Regions from separate parts of the Oryzias latipes genome. Here region 2 is linked to region 1. A link is a contact called in public Hi-C data. All regions are on one chromosome and are shown on one strand. Each heading gives the region's core, a stretch centred on a gene start, on an enhancer-like site or on the middle of the called end of the contact. The rest is flanking DNA. Distances are from core to core; before and after follow the strand shown. Region 1 holds the start of hsd11b1l (hydroxysteroid 11-beta dehydrogenase 1 like). Region 2 holds the start of LOC101171982 (elongation factor 2).

The links. Hi-C and Micro-C count contacts between places; a contact is called where the count stands out from the background.
Region 2: a contact with region 1 is called in a Hi-C map of fibroblasts, with 2.4 times the contacts expected there. The contact joins the promoter of LOC101171982 here to the promoter of hsd11b1l in region 1. A contact is called at or near these places in 2 of 5 Hi-C or Micro-C datasets (embryo and fibroblasts).

What each region holds. Positions count from the first base shown.
Region 1 is chr4:7,385,776-7,390,335 of ASM223467v1, forward strand. hsd11b1l (hydroxysteroid 11-beta dehydrogenase 1 like) reads left to right here and starts at 1,829. Exons shown (of 6, transcript NM_001104791.1): 1 at 1,829-1,998. The coding sequence starts at 1,917. c4h19orf70 (MICOS complex subunit MIC13) reads right to left here and starts at 1,562. Exons shown (of 4, transcript XM_004067690.4): 1 at 1,411-1,562; 2 at 912-1,068; 3 at 684-744. The coding sequence starts at 1,439.
Region 2 is chr4:7,681,957-7,686,995 of ASM223467v1, forward strand. It overlaps LOC101171982 (elongation factor 2), which reads left to right and starts at 3,513. Exons shown (of 13, transcript XM_004067697.3): 1 at 3,513-3,635; 2 at 4,678-4,892. The coding sequence starts at 3,633.

The DNA.
Region 1 (4,560 bases), core at 579-3,078:
ATTAAATTGTCTTAAGGTCCCACTCGGATCATCTGTTGATCTCTTTTCAAAGCGTTCCCAGTGTTCTTATTGCCATTTTTAGTCTAAAAACCTGTCATTTTCCAGGACAGTTTCTGCAGGAGCTCATTTGAAATTCCCCTTTGAGTTGTGGGCGGGACTTTTGGTAAGCCTTCCCCCACTTCCCATCATCAGTCTCTTCAGCTAAATTCTTACGAACAGGTTTTAAATTTCTCATCGACTGATGTGACCTGTCACCCAAAAAAAAAAGAACATTTCTGGGATGCGCTGTGTCATAAGGTTATTAACTGGTGGTAAATCGTTTCACCTCTGCTAGCTTATTAGCTCGTGCTCAGCAGTGTGTGTCTTGGAAATAGGGATTAGTCGTAGTGGTTAAACTTATAAGTGGAAATCTTTATGAAGCAAACTCTGCGGTTTGCTGAAAGACATTTAAACTTTACATAGCAAGGATCATAGCAATGGAATCACGTGTAGAGCAAGAAACCACAGACTCCCAACTCTCTGTTTCTATTTTTGTGCATATAGGGTCTTAAATTTTAAAATCCTTAAATTTCACTTGAGCAAATCTGTAGACCCCCTGCAAACACAGAGGCACAAACTCAGCAGTGAAATGACAAACTGTTTCTCTTATAGAGGAAAACCCAAAAATGTCCGTCAGCTCTTACCAGAGTTCCACGCCTGGACCGGAGAAAATTCAACGTTAGGGATGGTTGGAAGCTGAGTCTGCTGACAGAGAAATAAAAAGAGGAGGTTGTGTATTAGTTAATGGGACCAGTGAAACTTAAGGGATGCATTAATGTGCAGATCTATAACGGTCCTCTTTAACCCCAGGAGAAGTCACCAAAGACCAAACAAACCCAAAGACCTCTCACTCAAACCTAGTTTGTTTGTACCTGAAGACCGAAGTACTTCATCCACTCCTCAATGGCGGGGGGGACAGCGGCTCTGGCCTTCTGTAGGGCCTCAGAACCTTGTTCGCTGCCCCCCAGCAGCCCGGAGTCATAGGCCACATACACAGCCCCTCCCGCTATGCCCACCTTGGTCGCGAGTCTGCAGGTAATCAGAGTCCATCATGAAACGCAGGTCATCAAAGATCGTTGAGACAGAGATGATAACACAAGTAAACATTTTAAAACGTTGGTTTGACAGAGAAACTAAAGGACTTTAGAAACTTCTCAAGACGCGCTGAGTACAAATGAGTAAATTATAAATGAGTAAATTAACATTCAGTTTTGTGGATACAGATACAGAACACATAGTTTATATTAGAGTTAGCTAAACAGGCAAAGAACATTTGTTAGCTTTGCTAGCTAGTTTGATTAGCTAGCTAGTCGGCTAATCCCGCATTTAGCATCACTTCTCCGAACATTTGTAAAGTAAAAATGAACTAACTTCACTACAGGCAAAAGCTTTGTCGCCATGATCCACGGGTAACCGAACTATCCCGAAGCCACGACTGTGACCTGAAAGAAGTCAAACCTAGCAGCTGCACTGAAGGACAAGCCGGATTCTTGTCCTGTCAACCACAGCTGTGTTAATAAAGTTGGATCTTGGAAACTTAGTTCCGCTGCAGAGCAACACATTCGTTCTGCCTCACTTTCTAATGCTTTATTTTATTTAACTTTTTAAATCACAGGTAAATACTTTTTAAATAAAAATGTTTAAAAATTATATCTAAAAATGAAAAATGATTTTTCAAAGGGGTGTGTCTAATGTGAAGTTCACGCCCAAATCGCAAGAAAAACAGTGAAATGGGGCGTTTAACAGATGTACTTTTTTCCATGGGACCTCCCTGAACTTGTCTGAGAGCAGTGTTGCCAAATGCAGCCGTTGTATAACCACAGATCAGCACAATTCCACAAAACCCAGCAGTCAGACCAGTTGCTGCTTTTTCCAAAATGGCTTTTACTAAAGTCTTGATAGTCAGTTTATGTGTAGTTTTTTTAGCTGTCAAGTGGACTTCACCCACTTTTGATCCAGGTGAGCAGAAATCTGTTTCATTTTTTAGTCAGTCTTATTATTTAAGGGTTTGAGGCTCAGGGTGGATGTTAGTGGACCTTCTGGGGCGTGCATGTGTTCCTAAAACCGCATTTTGCAGAAATGATCAGTCATTTTTCGCAGTTGGGTTTCTTTGTATGCTTATTTTAATTAATTTTTAATACTCATTGAATGTTTCCTGTTGCTATCATTAATTTGGAGTTATCTACCATTCACAGATTTGTGTGCCATGGCAACATAACGAGGATCATAAAGATAACATTACCTTTGCTTATTGGCGAATGGGGCCACAGGTTCATGTCTTTACTTGCATATTGAGCTGACTATTCCGGTTTTTTCCCCTTTGCTCTAAATAGTCAGCTCAAACATATATAAATAGGATGAAATTGTGAACATTTCTGCACTGAATTAATTTACCTATGCACAATAATGTTGCTGAGGGTTTACTATTCCCTCTGGGAAAAGTGGGAGTGGAAACCAGGTAAACGGTTAGAATCTGCTTCAGTGGCTGAGAGGCCTGACCTCAGCGAGCGCAGCTTTCATGCAGAAAAGCTGATCAGTCAGTTTTCATGCTATCCTCTGGTAATATCACCATCCTTAACAACTGTAACAAACTCCAGCAGCGCTCAATCAGAGCTCAGGGTCACAGGTTGAAACGTGTTCTGATACTATAGGAGGTTCTGTGAGCCGCTATCTCTTCATGGGGCAATTATAAACGCCGCATGACTGCGGTTGGATCTTTGTACACTTCTGTGTTATCACACATATAAGGACCAGTTGTTATCAGTCAGTTCAGGGTAACATAAATGTTTTTTTAGATCATCATCATCATTTGTTTATAAAGAACCTTCCACCACTAGCCAAGGAGACCCAAAGTGCTGTACACATGGAGAACAAAACAAAAAACAATTAAAAGCACAAAACCAAATTAAATCCCTGTAGGGACATAAATAGAAAAGAATAAAAAGCATAAAACCAATTTAAGAGAGATTAAAACCAGGGTTAGGCTGATGCTAAAGCGCTGAAATGGAGAAAAGTTCTTTTTTTAAAGTCATCTATAGCGTGACCTCTCTAATTGCCGGTGGCAACTGATTCCATAGTTTAGGATCCAACACAGAAAACCCACCGTCCCCCCGAAAGTTACTTTTGGTTCTGGGAACCATTAACACAAACTGGTGAGGGGAACGTAAGGACTTTGGAGGGGAATATTTTAAAAGAAGACTGGAGAGGTAAGAAGGAGCCATACCTGCAAGAGACCAACATTTTAATGAAAAGCAAGTATTTCACTGGCAGCCAGTTCGAAGAGGCCAAGATCGGTGTTATGTGGTCAAACTACTTTGCCCCACAAATAAATTTGGCTGCTGCATTTTGAACCAGCTGCAGGCTATTAATGCCTTGGCTAAGGCAGAATATAAAGAACTGCAATAATTTAGACTAGACCAAACCAAAGCATGGGTGACCATTTCAAGGTTAGTTTTTGATAAGAAGACTTAATCCTAGCCAGACGTCACATCTGAATAAAGCAGGACCTGATCACAACCTTTATTTGGAGGTGAAGCTTCAGAGCTGCATCAAGTTTCACACTCAGGTTTGTGACCACAGACTGTTCAAAAGGGGCAAGAGAAAGGAAACCAACACCATGATCTTTTCCCCCACTAGGGGTAAACACAATTACATATTTTGCTTTCATTTAGGCCACGACCTATCTTCAGCAAGGCAGTCAATTATTAAGTTAATTGTGCGGTCAGGTCCCTTACATACAGGGACATAAACTTGACAGTCGTAAACATAAAGGTGAAAGTTCCCCTCTTGCTACCGGAACAGCATTCCCAGTGGCAGCAAGTAAATAGAAAATAACAACGGGCCAAAAACCGACCCTTGAGGGACCCCCCATTTCAGGGGGTCACACTTGGATGAGTGAGGACCCATTCTAATGCAGAAAGACCTAAGGTAAGGTAAGACCACATCCACTGTAGGGCTTCCCAGGAAAGCCCCGCCCACTGTTCCAACCGGCCAATTAGGATCTCATGATCAACTGTGTCAAAAGCTTCAGATAGATCCAATGATAAATGAACAACCAGTTCATCTGCCATCAGAACATCATTAAAAAGGTTTTAAAGAGCCAGACCTGAGCCCTGACTGTACAGGTTCCTGGATTTCATGTGCGTTTAAGAAAGTGACCAACTGTTTAAAGAGAATGTTGTCAAGGACTTGAGCACAAAAATGTGGGTTGGATTTGGCCTATGGTTTGAAAAAAAAGGAGAATCGAGCATTTGTTTTTTCAACAGTGGTCTCACTACTACCTGGTTAAAATTGAATGAATCCTGAGAGGACGTCAGCAGATGAGATAATATCAGCATAAAATTGTCTTCTAGCTTTTGTGACAGCTTCCTCATAGATGTAGAGTTGGTCTCTAAGGAGATCATGGGAAATTTGGAATCTGTCCTTCAATTTTCTCTCTGTCCTGCAGTCTTGTCTCAAGCCACGTATTTCCTCAGAGACCCAGCGTTCAGATGTGTCCCTTGTTTTTTTTTATGGCAAGGC
Region 2 (5,039 bases), core at 2,263-4,762, 300 kb after region 1:
TCACACACTACAATTATAATCCTCACTTTGGATCCCGAATTGAATGTGAAGAAAGTTGAAACATTGCTGCTATTTCAAACAAATACGTATCTGCATCTAATGCAGAAGCTGACTTGCGCAATAATGCATGAAAGAATTAAAAAGTCTGATTAAAAATAAATAAGTGAATAAACAGAAACGGTAAACCTCTGCACGCGCTAATAGTTGCCTGGTAACGGTGAACTCGTGTTGTATGAAATTACCCAGGTTTATGTGTATGTTGTGTTTGTCTGAAAAATAATTATTACCTGACAAAAATGTTAAAAGCCGTAAAATTTGTCCCTTTGCCATGACTCACCGGGATGTAAATATTGATTCTTTCTGACTTTCCTTACATGTTGTGTCTGAAAGATGGAGCGGAGATGCCATCTGCTGGAAACCGACCGCTCCACATGACACTGACTGGAAATGGAGAAAAGATTTGACTGAAAACATTTCAGTGTCTGTATGGAAGATTCATCTGGGTTTGATGCACTTCATGAAAACAGTTTTAACTGACTTGCTGATGCGTTACTAGTTGTTTCTTCTTGTTGTCATTGTTATTATTGTCATTTCTGTACTGTCATCAGGAAACTTTTCTACTCATAAACTCCATTGCTGCTCCAACCCTATGGAACACTCTGCCCCAACATCTCAGAGACTGCACTGACCTCCCAGTTTTTAAAAAATCACTTAAAACTCATCTCTTTAAAATAGCTTTTAATCTTTAAATCTGTCTTCTATGTTTTTATTAATCATTTTATTATATTAGCTCTGTTCTTATTAACTGTTTTTGCTCATGTGTTGTAAAGCGTCTTTGTGTGCCATTTAAAGCGCTATACAAATAAAATGTATTAATATTATTATTATTATTATAAACAAACAAATGAACATTTCAATGAACAATTACTTTAATATATAACATTCCATTCTCTCGGTTTTGAATATTTATTTTTGTGGAGAGATAAATATGAATCTATGTCTAATAGTTTGCCATCCACACCTGATTGTTGCCACATTTAGAGAAGTTGTCTCTCAAGGTGAGGTACACAGAACCCCTGAATCTGTTTAGCGACATTTTTCTCACAGTAAAATTTAGTTTTTTTTAAGGACAACAGAAACATGTTACTTTTCCAAGCAACACTGAAGACCATCCCAGAACATATGCATTTGGGGAAAAGGTCTCATTAAAAAAAAAAAAAAGAAGTTCATTCTTCAGAAATCAGGGGATGTCTGAGGACAACAATGACAGTCTCTTCAGAGGAACATTTATTGAACCACCAAATGGTTCCCGAGCGCCGCTGTGTCAGCAGCTCACTGCTCCCCCAGGGGAGGGGTCAAATGCGCAGAGCAAATTTCACACACCTAGGTGTGGACAGCAAATGGGACTTTAACTTTTAACTTAATTTATTACACAGAAGGTACCTACAAACAAGAAACAATTTTGTGTATTGATTACAAAACAGAAGTAAGCTGTAATATATCTGTAAATATTTATGAATTTGAATTGTGTTGAGGGTGCACTTGGGTGTGTTGAGGAATGGAATTTCATTGGAACCAAATGGGTGTTTGTTCATGACAAATGAGTGTTAGATGTCTCTGTGTGTTTATTTCTATGTGTAGATTAGTCTGGATGTGTAGTTACATGTGTGTATGGGTATCTGAATATGTTACTCATTGTAGTCCTTTGAGGGTCTGGTCCTGCCCCACCTGCAGACCTCAACAGCCCCACTCTTGGACTTTTCGCCTACAGGACCAACATCCATGCAGTCAATCCAGCCCAAGCCTTCATGCTGCAGTGTCTGGAATCCCCTGGATCATACATCGGGATCTTCAGCTTTTAACGTGGTCATTCCTGCTCTGCTTCAGGACACATTACAACACCTGAATGTTCCTGACTCGGTCTGAAGATGGATCCCAAACTTCCTGACAGACCGCATGCCACAGCTGCGGCTGGGAAAGACCATCTCAGAGGCCGTAAACATTAGCTGTGTACTTTCCTCTCTTCTCTGCTCTCTATACACCAACTGCTGCAGCTCCAGCCACCACACCATCAAACGTATCAAGTTTGCGGATGACACCACCCTTATAATAGTATGTTATATATTCTCTGATTACTAGCTAGTCTGGCAATAAGCCTTTCCAAAAAAGAATGATTTAAGCTTAACTTTAAATGTAGAAACTGTGTTGACCTCTCTTACATGAGCAAGGAGCTTATTCCATAAGACAAGGGCTTGGTGGCTAAAGGCTCTATCTCCAACAGTATTACAAATTCTTGGAACCAGCAGTCCTGCATTTTGTGAGCGAAGTGTTTCGATTGGTTGGTAAGGCCACTTTGAGATCTTTAATAGAGGATGGAGGTCATAACATTTAAGCTAACACAGGAGTGAGATGCAGCTGAGGAAACTCAAGCTGCCCACCAATGTATTGGTGCACAGTGTTGGTCTACACGGCCATCATAGAGTCCGTCCTCACCTCCTCCATCACCATTGGGTACACTGGAGCCACATTGAGGGACATAGTCAAACTACAGACCATCATGTGCTCTGCGGAGAGAGTGGTTGCCTGCAGGCTCTCATCCCTGCAGGACCTGTACACGTCCAGGATTCAGAGGGAGGCGTTAAACTCAGATTAAGGATGACCCTTCTCATTTGGGACACAAACTGTTTGTCCCTCTCCCTTCGGGCAGGAGACTCCGTTCTATCCAGACCATAAGAATAGCTTTTTCCCCTCTGCCATAGCACACATTGGCTGAAATACCTTCAAATGTAAATAATTAAGTCAAGTCCATTTGACATCCTTAGATTTGTATTTATGTTTCGTGAATGTTTTACTGTTGTTATGTTTAATTATGTTCTGCTCTATTTTAGCACCAATCACTGCAAACAAGATCACACTCACCAACAATTGCAGAAAAATATTCTGATTCTGATCTAATTAGAGAGAGAACAGGACTGTAATAGGTAGTGGGTCGGGTGTGGTAGTACATTTCTTGTTTCTTGTACTTATTGCTTTCTTTAATATTGTCCTATTTCTCCTTTAAATCATATGCCGGAAAAAAAATGGTATCTGTATGGTATCATATCTAATGGTATCATATCAATCCTGAAGGCTTTGAGCAGATCAGGAGAAAGGGATCTACTTTTTCCCTTTAGCTGTCTTAAAACACATAATTGATTTGAACTTTCAAAGCCAAGAGCTTTGTGATCTCAGTGACCTCACCTGTTATGTATGTATGTAGAGGCAGTGACTTTTATCATCTATTTACATTTAAGTCATGTTTTTAACTCAAACTTCGTGTTTTTTTGCATAACGGTTAAATTTTTAGTGATGTTTTGGGGCTTTAGAATGTTTTCCATCAGTGCGCATGCTCCAGACCAGGAATAAACAGCATTTCACACACGTGTTAATATTTTTTAGTTACCACACCGACTAGTGTTTAGTAACTTCAACGCAATACGTTAGTACGTGACCACGCACGACACTGACGCATGCAGTATAAAACCTGGAAGTCTGACGTCAGCGGCCTCTTCCCTGCCTATGCCCCTGTAAGGAAGGCAGTGTAAAGTTTCCTGTCTCTTCTCCAGCAAGAGAATCCGAAACCATCCGTCAAAATGGTGAGACTTTTCCGTGTATTTTGTGCATCGTTAAAACATTAAGATCGCAACGCTCCTTTTCAGCTAATATGAATGCAATGACGCAGCTGCCGTGGAAGAAAATCTTGTGTTTTTTAACGTTGGATGTTCGATTCAAAATGGCTACCATTTTTTGTTATCAAAGCGTTTGGGGCCTTTAAGTCATATAATGCAGTTCTGCTCCGATTTTCAAGAGTTTTTGTATTTCTGTGCTGTCTGTGGTTTGTTATTTCGGGGTCATATATACCAAACCTGATTTTAAAACTTGACTTTTCCTGTTTTTCGTGCTACTCGTAATATGCGGGTTGACAGCGTCGGTCGGCTTTTTATGTTGCTCACTGTTAGCTCCAACGACGTTTCAGAGTGATTTGGCAACACAATAAGAGATACTATTACGGCTTTTGTGGTTTTAACCACGTCATGTGCCACAAGGCAACTCCTGTGTAAAATATAGCACTTAAAATGACTGCATTTGTTTTGGCAGCAACTTGCCGGTAATAGCTCTGCTAGCATTAGCATGTAGCATAGGTGCAATGTCTGTACACGTGGCCCTTCGGAGCAGACATATGACGCCGGTCTCATCGCACATTAATGTAGAATATCGGACGTCATCTTGTTTAACGCAAAACGTAATAGTTTGTTTACTTGTTGTTGCACCTGGTTTCCAATTTTCACTTCATGCGTAGTTGCTAAGACCGTCAGACTTTATCATGGCGGACACACAACGCCCAGAAACGCAGGACCTTTGAAATGAGCCATAAGTTGCCTCCATATGGGAGTGTCAACATGATAAAGATGCAGTTAACAGCTGTATATGACCGTTGCACATAAGTGTCTTTTACTTCAAAGAATCTGATCTTTGATAAGTCATAGAATTTATATTAAATCTTTTTTTATGGTCTGTAAAAGCCACATGATGATCACATTTCAATCCCCTCAAGACATTGAGAAGGCACCTGCACTGTTAAAGAAAAGTTGAGTCTCCCTTTAGTTTGGTTTAAATGGAAATTCTTTTTGTCCTCAGGTGAACTTTACCGTAGACCAGATCCGTGGCATCATGGACAAAAAGGCCAACATCCGAAACATGTCTGTGATTGCGCACGTGGACCATGGAAAGTCAACGCTGACGGATTCACTGGTGTCCAAAGCTGGCATCATTGCCTCTGCCCGTGCTGGAGAGACACGTTTCACCGACACGCGCAAAGATGAACAGGAACGTTGCATTACCATCAAGTCTACGTACGTGTCTAGGGGAATGGTGACCAGCTTTATCTGCATCTTTGTCAGTTTAAAGCAGCTTTTTTTTTTTTTTTTACTGTTTATGGTTTTGTTAGAGCAGCTCCTCACAGTCAAAGTCTGTAGATTTTTAATGTGCCTAATGAGCTT